Regions from separate parts of the Zea mays genome. Here region 1 is linked to region 2. A link is a contact called in public Hi-C data. All regions are on one chromosome and are shown on one strand. The core of a region is the stretch at or near the end of the contact, and the rest is flanking DNA. Distances in the headings are between cores, read along the strand shown.

Region 1 (4,859 bases), core at 927-3,426, 190 kb after region 2:
CGAGGTTCAGCGCGTCGTGGTGTGCCAACTGGGTAGGCGACGACCGCCACTTCTTCTTCTTCCTCGCATTCTTTGGCTTTTTCAAACTGGGAGAGAGTCCAGAGCTGGGACTGGCCTCTGCCTGCTCACCACTTGCTTGCTCCGTCCGCGTCTCTTTGTCAGGGCTGCATCATCGTCGGAGTGCTGCTGATGCTTGTGTCCACCATCGGCGGCTTACGGAGCATCGTCCAAGACGCATCGACGTTCCAGTTCTACTCCTGAAGCCCTCACACTTGCATGTACCTCTACACTCACATGGTTCCAGCAAGTCGTCACCCTCGCTCGTCCACGCAGCTCTACCTCTACATTTTGTTGCAAGCTTGAGGGTGTCCGGGTGTGGCTGCAGCCTGCCGAAATGCAGAGGACGATGCAGCAAACTGTACACTCGCTAAGACGTACGGTTGTGTGTTCTACGGATGGGGGGGGGGGGGGGGGGGGGGGCTTTCCTGTGCGCGCCCAGCTCAATCTGCAAGGTGTGGTTGCAACAGGCAGATCAGACGAATCGTTTAGCCGTAGTGAAAAATATAAAATCACTATCTTTAATGCGATCATCTGATATGTGAACAGACTTTCTCTATCAAAGCATGTTAGGTTTCAGAAAGAACATAAGGCGACACATAATATAATACATATATAAGCGAAAAAAACTGTTTACGAATTTCAGAATAAGAAGGGATTTCGATAACACATCATCTATCCATTAAAGAGTGCACAGAGAACCCATAATTCTTTTAACAGGTTTCTAGCACCAAAAACAAATATTACATAATGCAAATTATTGCAAATCAATAAATTAACTTTAACAACTTTACTCTCTAATATAAGGCCCTAGTTAATTACTTACAACATAAGAGTTAATACCATGGAAGTAAAACACAAATAACCTAGGATTATTATTTAACAAATTTCTATCACCAAAAACGAATATTTACATTTCCACAAATCCTACACGTACGACATTAGTACAAACCGTACATTGAAATAGCATAAAATAAAATAAAAAATAGCTATACCATACTTTACTCTCTAATATAGGGGCCCGATTAGTTACTTATGATATAAGAATTGATACCATGAATGTAAAAACATAACAAAAACAAGCTCACTGTTCATGCCGATCATAAGCTCATAACAATTGGGTAACTCCAAACCACTATAAAAATGTAAACATACATTACTTCAATGAACATATTATGACAACAACATAAACTATATGTTGTAGTCACTAAAATGAGCTACCAGTCCAAAACATGAATTGCATCGTTACGAAACAAGCACACGGCTACATTAAACTTGTAAACAAAGTTAAAGTGATGATAATTATAGTTTAGAACATATTTATTACTCTCTAGACTTGGTTATGAGTTTTTCCGTTTGAGGTTCTCGTATAAGTTTATAATGAGATAATAATTAACATATACTATACCATTTTCTCCATATATTTACGAGACTTTTAGTGACATATCTACACATATTTCTTCTTATTTTTCACATGTTTTTTAGATATATTATTCAATATATTGATCTTAATGATGAATAACATTGTTGATCCATGAAGAGAGGTATGAACGCTTTAGGTGGTGTTTGGTTCCCACCTCTTAAAGTTTAGTGTCGTTTAAAGTTTAGTCACTTTTAGTCTCTAATCTGTTGAACAATATGACTAAAGGAGGTCTTCCAAATAGAAATTTTAGAGACTAAAGTTTCGGAAGATGACTAAAGTAACTCAACGCCCCTTTATTATCCATCAACCACCCCATCTTATAAGGCATTACTTCAAAATTTATCCACCCCATCTTAGAAGACGTCCCTCCAAAAAAATATTTTTGTGAGTCCGTCGCCTCCTAAAGTTGAGTAGCTAAAGTTTAGTTATTTTTAATTTTAATTCTAAAATGACAAATAACATGACTAAAATATGTCTATCAAATACAAATTTTATAGATTAAAATTTGGTCCCTAAAGTTTAGAAGAATGAATAATGGAAACAAACACCTCTAAAACAATATTCTAAACAAATCCAACGGTCCGAAGTAGCGGGCACGGATGGCGCGACCGTCAAAGGCCACGTAGCAACGTGATAGTGTCGCCTTGCTGGCTTGGCGGGGCACCATACACCACACCACTTCGCGCCCAAGATGGCGCTTTATTATCTCTGGTCTGGTCGCTGCGCCTCCCGCTTGGCCGCGAGCCCGCGACCATGGCGGCGCCACCCGTCCCCGTCCTCTGCAGCGCTTCCCCATGTCGCATCACCACCCACCTCGCCCCTCCTGCCTTTCGGACCGTTGCCGCGGCGCGGCCGCAGGCCTTGCCCTTCGTCTTGTGCGTCGAGCAGCGCGTGGGGCCCTCGGCGCGCGCGCGCGCGCCGTTCGCGGCCAAGCGCGGCGGCGGCGGCGAGGTATCCGCGGAAGCTCCAGACGGCACGCGCGCGCTGCTCCAGGCGGCGCTCTGGGGCGCCGAGGCTGCCTATATACTCTGGCTCTTCCTTCTGCCTTACGCCCCGGTCAGTAAGTCCGTACCCGTTTCAGCGTGCATTTGCGTTCCAAATTATGAGCTCAAACGCTGTCATCATCGTGTCCCGAGAGACACTTCCGGCAGGAAGAAAAAAGATAGAGTCTGTAGCTTCCATCTCCATCTTCGTGCAGGGCGACCCGGTCTGGGCAATCTCGCAGGCTACCATCAGCGACCTCATCGGCCTATCACTCAACTTCTTCTTCGTCCTGCCGCTGCTCAACTCAGGTACGCTGAAACCCAGCAAGTTCCTTATGCCCAAGCCCAATGGTTTTTTTTCTCTCTCTCTCTCCCAAAGTTATTGTGGGCGTGACTCTGTTGGTGAGTTTTCCTGGGCAGTGTAGTTGGCGTTCACCTGCTCGAATCGCCTCTACTTCACCCTGTAAGCAGCCGACTACTCACGCTTGTTGCGACACAGCAGTGCAGTTGCGCACGCATTTCGTGCCCTGAGACTGTTATAATAAATTGTATACGCCTGCTTTGCCGCCCCAGATGGCAGAAGGATTGTTCAACTTGGTGCTCGCTTGGACGCTGCTTTTTGCGCCACTCCTCTTCACGGATTGTAGGAGGGACCGCTACAAGGGATCGCTCGATGTCCTGTGGGGCTTTCAGATGTTCCTCACAAACAGTATGATCTCTTTGGAAAACACTAAAAAAACTCGCTGTTCATGGATAGGAGGTTGCCTAACAGCATTTCGCTGTCATCTCTCCAGCTTTCTTGATACCTTACATGGCGATCCGACTGAACGGTCCGGAAGCGGACCGGTCTCCGCCACGAAGATCACAGCTGGGTTCAGTCATGGTCAACGGCGCGCCGGCTGTGGGCGCGGTCGGCGGCCTCGTCTGCGTTCTCTCGATCGTTTGGGCGTTCTCTGGCCGCGGAGATTCTGGTTTCGGAGGCATTGCGGAACGGTGGCAGTATCTGCAGAGCTACCTGTTCTCGGAGCGGCTTGCTTACGCGTTTCTCTGGGATATGTTTCTGTACTCCGTATTCCAGCCGTGGCTGATCGGGGACAATCTTCGGAACGTGAAGGCGGATGCTGCTGGGCTTGTGAGTGTGGTGCGGTTCGTCCCCGTTGTGGGTTTAGTTGCCTACCTTCTTTGCTTAGAGGAAGAGGATTAGCTGTTAACTGTGTTTTTTTATATATTTTTTGTGATCATTTGGATCGTTGATCAGTGTGCAGTTGAGTGGATTATGTACTTGGTGGCAGTGAGTTTGCAACTGAAAACACAAATCTTGTAGCCGAACAAGAACAACCGGGATGGACATACAGTATTTTTTTTCCTGGGCGGCTAGTCTCTCTAGGAAACAAGCCCATCAGAAAAGCAACTAATTTTCTCTAAGACATAATTCTAACTGCCTGACGAATGCCGCTCAATTCTTCAGAAAGCTAGGACTGACACCAATGCCACGAAACCAAGAGTGACAGAGAAGCCGTGAGCTATCATCTTGGACCCCCGGCTGTATCGCGGCGGCGTCTGGCTGCTCACCGACGGTGACGGTATCATACGTGGTGTCGTCGGCGTTGGCGTCGCTGGCGTGGTGAGGGTCGCTGGAGCACTGGAGTTGGCGCTTGCGTGTGGAGTGACCGCCGCCGCGGGCGGCGGCGGCGGCGGTGGCAGCGGCGGTGATGGTCCATGGGGAAGAAGACCGGCAACTGCAAGAGGGCTCATCATCAAACACAACTTCAGTGAGTGCCAAATCCCTGGCACGAGAAGGGGAGGCGAAATATCCGTGCACGTAATGGAGATCGCGTGCGTACGAGTATTACCTGCGCAGGCGCCGGTGGCGGGCGGGAGGTCGAGGCGGCAGAGCCGAGGCATGGCCATCACGCGCGTCATGTTGACGGCGACGGGGGCCGTGCTGGGGTTGCTGAGAGCCTGGCAGAGGCACTGCGGCTCGTCGTGCACCATGCTGCCAAGGTTGGCGCAGCAGGTGTCCGCCGGCACGGTGGCGGTGCCCTCGATGAAGGGCAGGCAGGGGAGGAGGCGGAGGAGGTCAGTGCTGCAGGTGGACGACGTGCCGGCCTGGGGCGGCACCGCATGGACGGCAGCGACGGAAGCCAGCAGCAGCAGCAGCGCGACGTAGAACGCAGGAGCCGACGCCATTGCTTCTCTCGCTAGCTGATCTTTTCTGCTCTGCATGGAAACTGGAGACAACTGTTTTCTTGATTTGCTCTTCTGGCGATTGGTTGCAGTGGATTTATAGCATCGGAGCAACGGCGATGCACGGTAATGGTGTGTGTTCCTGAGCTGGGAGCCTGGGACTGGGACCTCGCATCGCATGCATGGCGGGCTGGCGGCTGCTTGGCAGA
Region 2 (5,448 bases), core at 988-3,487:
ACATGTTGTATTAGGCCTGCCTTAAGTCAAATGTTTCTAACTTTGACCATTAATTTTCAAAAAGAAAACATGTAGTGTCACAACATGTGAACCGCATATTATGAAAGTCTTTCTCATAATGAATCCAAAAACATAAACTTATGTTGTTAGCCTATATAATTTACTACCTCCATTCTCGAATATTTGTCGCCCGCTAGTTTATTTTTTAACTAAAACGTGACAAATAAAAAACAACGGAGGGAGTATTAATTTTTACAAAATTGGTGGTCAAAGAGAGAAATATTTGACATAGGATAAAACTAACATGCATGCAAAAACACAGGGCATACTAATATCTAATATCTGGAGGGCTTCATAGTTCATAACCAGAAAAAATAATTTAAAAGTCTCAGCAAAGTATAGGGTTGTAGCATTGAGTCTAGAGATGAATCAAATGAGAAAAGGCAACATAGCAAATATGGTCCTCTAGTGATAGTATTATGACAGTAATGTCCCAGATGCCATTTTCCCCTTACTGCTCAATTAACAAAGGTCACACTAGGCTTGTCATTTCATAAGTACAGCATATCATCAAAAACAGACAAACAATTCCCTACACAAGCACTGCACGTCCACATATATAATATACTAAGAAAACATCAAATGGTGCTGAAAAACAAACCTGCTTTGCAAGACTGCAGGCGCGATCAGGTGAGTTCAGAATCTCATAGTAGAACACTGAGAAGTTAAGTGCCAGTCCAAGCCTAATAGGGTGAGTTGGAGCAAGCTCAGCCAGAGCAATGTCCTGAATGCACCACAAACCCCTTTTCAGCAAACTTGTAATAAAATATGACGTGAAAAAAAACTACAAGCATATTGCTTCATGAACAAAATTGCACACTGATTAAGAATGAAACAAAAAATTGTTGACCTGGGCAGCCTTGTATGCCACCATCGTGTTCTCAGCGGCGTCCTTTCTCTCAGCTCCAGTCTTGAACTCAGCAAGGTATCTAATCATGACAACTGAATCAGTCAAACAGAAACGTAATCTCACAGCATATGAGAAAGTCTTACTGGGATCCATACAATCATATTACCTGTAGTAATCACCCTTCATCTTGAGATAGAAGACCTTGGACTCGGGGGCAGTGGAAGACGGCACAAGATGGGTCTCAAGCAGCTTGAGGATGCCATCACAGATCTTGGTCAGCTCAGTCTCAATCTTGCCACGATAATCCTTGATGAGTGTTACTCGGTCCTCATTGCCTCGGCCCTCCTCCTTCTGCTCGATGGAGGAGATGATGCGCCATGAGGCGCGGCGGGCTCCAATGACGTTCTTGTATGCAACAGACAAGAGGTTTCGCTCCTCCACAGTGAGCTCCTCCGAGTCAACAGTCTTGGCTACCTTCTCCATGAACTCAACCATCTCCTCGTACCTCTCCGCCTGCTCAGCGAGCTTCGCCATGTACACATTTTCCTCACGGGAAAGCTCTGCTGATGCCATCTTACAGTTCAGTTTTCAAAATTTGCAGTACGCCGGATCTGCAAATATACATCAATATATGGGACAACACTTTATTGATCTGTGGCACGAATAGGTACTAGCTAGTCAAATTCAGACGGGGGATTTCCAGGGGTAATGCAAAATTCTCAGCATAAATCACGGAAATTCATGGTCAGGTAACGGCAATTTATCATTAACTGTATGAAAAAAGAGTACTAGAGTATTTGCTTGGCGAATTTTGCCTGCAATAAACCACAAACTAAACCTAGCTGAAACCATGTATCCTAGCTTCCAACACTTCCTCTAACCTTGAAAAGGGACAGATCTGAGTACCTATGTACGAACTTCCAGCGGTAAAAAACACGCCGCTTAATAAGCATGACACATAATCATCTGGTTAAACTGGAGTAGAGGCTTTGACGGATCCGTACGCGTATCACGTCAGATCAATCGGGGATGTGTCCCCATCCTCGCGCCTACTCGATCTAAAGGGACCCAACCACCAGTAGACGCGGCCCCAAAACGGTGCGGAAACGAGATGTTTAGGTTACAAATCCAACGCAAAAATAAGCAAATCGTCAGGGAGGAAAGGGGATCGAAACAGCAGCGACCCGAAATCAAGACAGGAGGAGACTCCGAGGGACGGAGGAGAGGGGGGGCGAGAGGTAACCTCCGCGTGCGTCGTCGGTCGTCCTTGTCGAGCTCCGGCGTTCGAATGGGGGGTGCGGCAAGAGATGGTGCCGGCTGCGGTCTACAAAAGGCCTGTCGCCGAGTCCCGCGGCCCAATGATATGGTGACGCGTGTCGGCGCCACGATGGCAGCCCTAGTCCCGCGCGGTGCATGTGGTCGTATGGCCCACCGGACAGGCAGAGGCGTAGCCATCGACGAATTCAGAGGCCGTCACGGCTCACGACTTGTGGGGACTGGACAGCCTGCTCCACCTGTCAGGCCTACCTGCCTGCCGGTGTGATGGTGGGCCCTGTGCCGCCCTGGTCGTAAGTCTCCGGGCTCCGGCGCCGCGCCGCGAGACAGCCTGGACGCGCTGGACTGACCGGCGCGGGGCCGAAAGGGAAATGATTCATCTCGCACGGACCGCAAAGCTGCCTGAGTTACCGACCCGTGGGCCCGCGTGCCTCGCTGGCCACGTGACGTCCTTTCGTGCGTCGGGCGCGGGTAAGAACTGGCGCTGGCGGGCGCGGGCGCGGGCGGGATGGATCTGGACCTCTGGACGGACGTCACGACTCACGAGACACACAGGGCGGCGGGGCGTGGGGAGCGACAAGGCGTGTCGGCGTGTCGCCGAAGAGGCCGCGGGGCCCGCTCCTGCACGAGCGTCAGGTGACATGAGGCGCGCGGCAACGACTGTCACTCGGATGGAGTGATAGCAGATGGATTTGAAATCGGGCATGTGGGTGTTTTGTTAGCCTCAGTTAAAAGAAAATTCCTTCAATGACATCCAAATTTATATTAATTTCTTCAATGTCATCAGAATTTATAGCTTCCCTTCAATAACATCAAATTTAAATTTTAATCTCTTGAATGATATTATCGTTAGTTTGAAGTTAACGCTGTTAGTTCAATTTAAAGTCAATATCTCCAATGTCAATTTCTTCAATGGACTGAAGTTTTTAAAAATCGTGGAATTTTAAAAATCTGATCCATATTTTTTGATTCTGGAATTTTTAAACCCAAATAGATCGAACCAATTTCTAGTGACATTGAAGGGATCAGTATAGATTTTAGTGGTATTGGAGAGATAGACTTTAAATTGGACTAACGGCGTTAGCTCCAAACTAACGGTAATGGCATTGCAGGGATTAAAATTTAAATTCGATGGCATTGAAGGGAAGCTATAAATTATGATTGCATTGGAGGGATTGATATAAGATTGGATGGCATTGAAGGGATTTTCTCTTGAAGTTTAGTAAAGATACGAGATGAAATTATAAAACATCTATTTAATATTTATAATTGATACTCAAATATTTGATGGAATACGAACTAAACTTTAGTCAGAAGAAAGATTTCTTAAAGGCCTCTAGGGTGTTAATAAAAAAATACAAGAGAAGTGTTCTTTATAAAGAGTTCGTCTCTAACATATTGTCTCTTTAAATGTATCTATGATTTAAAGGCTCACAATTGTATCATGCAGTCTTTTATCTATCTCTTTGTCGGTACCCTGAAACTAGGGTACCCCTGCTACTGTACAAAGACAAAGAACCCACACGACTATCCCTTAGTCGCGTGGTAGAAGTGCTGTGTGTGGGACCAAGCCACGGCTTGCCCCAATCTTAGGCGGCTATTCTGGGTCCACAACAGCGCCCGATCCCACCAATTGGGCGGGTTCGAAGCCGCCACGTGTCCAGAGAAGGTGGAATACTCCAAAGCATCAACAGTGAGTCCGAACCCCCATGGGAGAGCGTCGGACCCCGGATGTACAGTCCGGACCCCAAGGTTTGTCCTAGACCCTTAGATATACAGTCTGCACCCCCAAGGTTGATCCCGGACCTCCACATGTGTAAGCCGGACCCCTGGAATGGGATCCAGACCCCCCCCCCCCTATATGGGGTCCGGGCCGCCCACAGGGGGGTCCCAAGGTCACAGGACAGAACATACCCGGACCTTGAACAGGACCCAGGCGGGGGTCCGGTACCGACACGTGTCCAGACCTAGTTTGGTGCGGACCTGTCCGCGTACGCTTCTGCTCCCCACCCAGGCGGAGACCCAATGCTGCCACGTGGCCTACTGCGCGTGACATAAGCCAACTGGCGGAGCCTGACGTAAGGCCTCCGGGTTACGCGTCCCCTGCATTTATTGCGGATAAGGCGCGCCGTCTGTCCATCTCGCTGACAGGCGATATGCCGCCTTAGCATTTAATGAGACCTGTCCATTCCGTTGGTAGGCAGCGACCTGTCCATTCTGCTGGCAGGCGGCGACCTGTCCATTCCGCAGGCGGCGTGCCTGTCCATTCCACTGGCAGGCAGCACGCCCATACTGTCGCGTGCACTACACCCATCATTGCTCGTACATACTAAGGAAACAGCCGTCGCGTATCAATACTGCCCGGGTTGCGGATATCATGGCGCCAGGAGATAGCACATGCGTTACTTCCATTAGTTACTCCAGGTATTTCATCCATTATGTTCCTGGGCCCACATGTCGGGGCTCAGCATCCTTGTATGTGCCTCCCTTGGGCTATAAAAGGGAAGGCACATAACGTTACAAGGCAAGCTCATAGGTTCACAACTGAAAGGGAAATGTGCCCTTGGGCCATTTCTAAGTATTTTGGTGATTGAGTGCCAACACAAGTGCTTAAATGTGAATCTATGCCCATGGATGAGCAAAGTGCAAATCAAGAGTAAAGGTATGTTTCTAAGCCTTAGTATATTGGTTTTGTGTACTAATATACTTGTCTAAGTGTTAGAAACAGAAAGAAGAAGAAAAGAAAAGAGGTGAAAAAGGCTTGGCTGTGTACAGCCAAGACTCAGCTCTGTCTGGCACACCGGACTGTCCGGTGGTGCACCGGACAGTGTCCGGTGCGCCAGGCTGCCTCGAGCGAAGTGGCCGCTCTCGGGAATTTGCCGACGGCGTACAGCTAAAATTCACCGGACTGTCCGGTGTGCACCGGACTGTCCGGTGAGCCAACGGTCGGCCGGGCCAACGGTCGGCCGCGGAATCCGCGCGCGACACGTGGCCGAGCCAATGGTCGGAAGGGGGCACCGGACTGTCCGGTGTGCACCGGACATGTCCGGTGCGCCAACGGCTCCCGCATCTGCAACGGTCGGCTTCGCCATTTAAGGAAGGAAATCGGGCACCGGACAGTGTCCGGTGTGCACCGGACTGTCCGGTGCGCCCGACGACAGAAGGCAAGGATGGCCTTCCAGATTTGTTCTCAACGGCTCCTAGCTGCCTTGGGGCTATAAAAGGGATGAAAGGGAAATGTGCCCTTGGGCCATTTCTAAGTA

What was found. A called contact is a pair of places that touch in the nucleus more often than the background predicts.
Region 1: a contact with region 2 is called in a Hi-C map of leaf, with 3 times the contacts expected there. The contact joins the promoter of LOC100382921 here to the promoter of LOC542291 in region 2. A contact is called at or near these places in 15 of 25 Hi-C or Micro-C datasets (bundle sheath, ear, endosperm and 6 more) and 2 of 3 datasets of contacts at active chromatin or transcription factors (leaf and seedling).

The regions. Positions count from the first base shown.
Region 1 is chr2:43,271,466-43,276,324 of Zm-B73-REFERENCE-NAM-5.0, forward strand. LOC100382921 reads left to right here and starts at 2,177. Exons shown (of 5, transcript NM_001361689.1): 1 at 2,177-2,536; 2 at 2,679-2,772; 3 at 2,889-2,926; 4 at 3,037-3,172; 5 at 3,258-3,743. The coding sequence starts at 2,234. The coding sequence ends at 3,667. It overlaps LOC103646358 (lysine histidine transporter-like 6), which reads left to right. Exons shown (of 7, transcript XM_008671093.3): 6 at 1-32; 7 at 163-603. The coding sequence ends at 261. LOC100281998 (protease inhibitor/seed storage/LTP family protein) reads right to left here and starts at 4,705. Exons shown (of 2, transcript NM_001165449.1): 1 at 4,317-4,705; 2 at 3,763-4,202. The coding sequence starts at 4,689. The coding sequence ends at 3,928.
Region 2 is chr2:43,078,299-43,083,746 of Zm-B73-REFERENCE-NAM-5.0, forward strand. It overlaps LOC542291 (general regulatory factor 1), which reads right to left and starts at 2,238. Exons shown (of 6, transcript NM_001363909.1): 1 at 2,154-2,238; 2 at 1,077-1,521; 3 at 911-989; 4 at 662-784. The coding sequence starts at 1,483.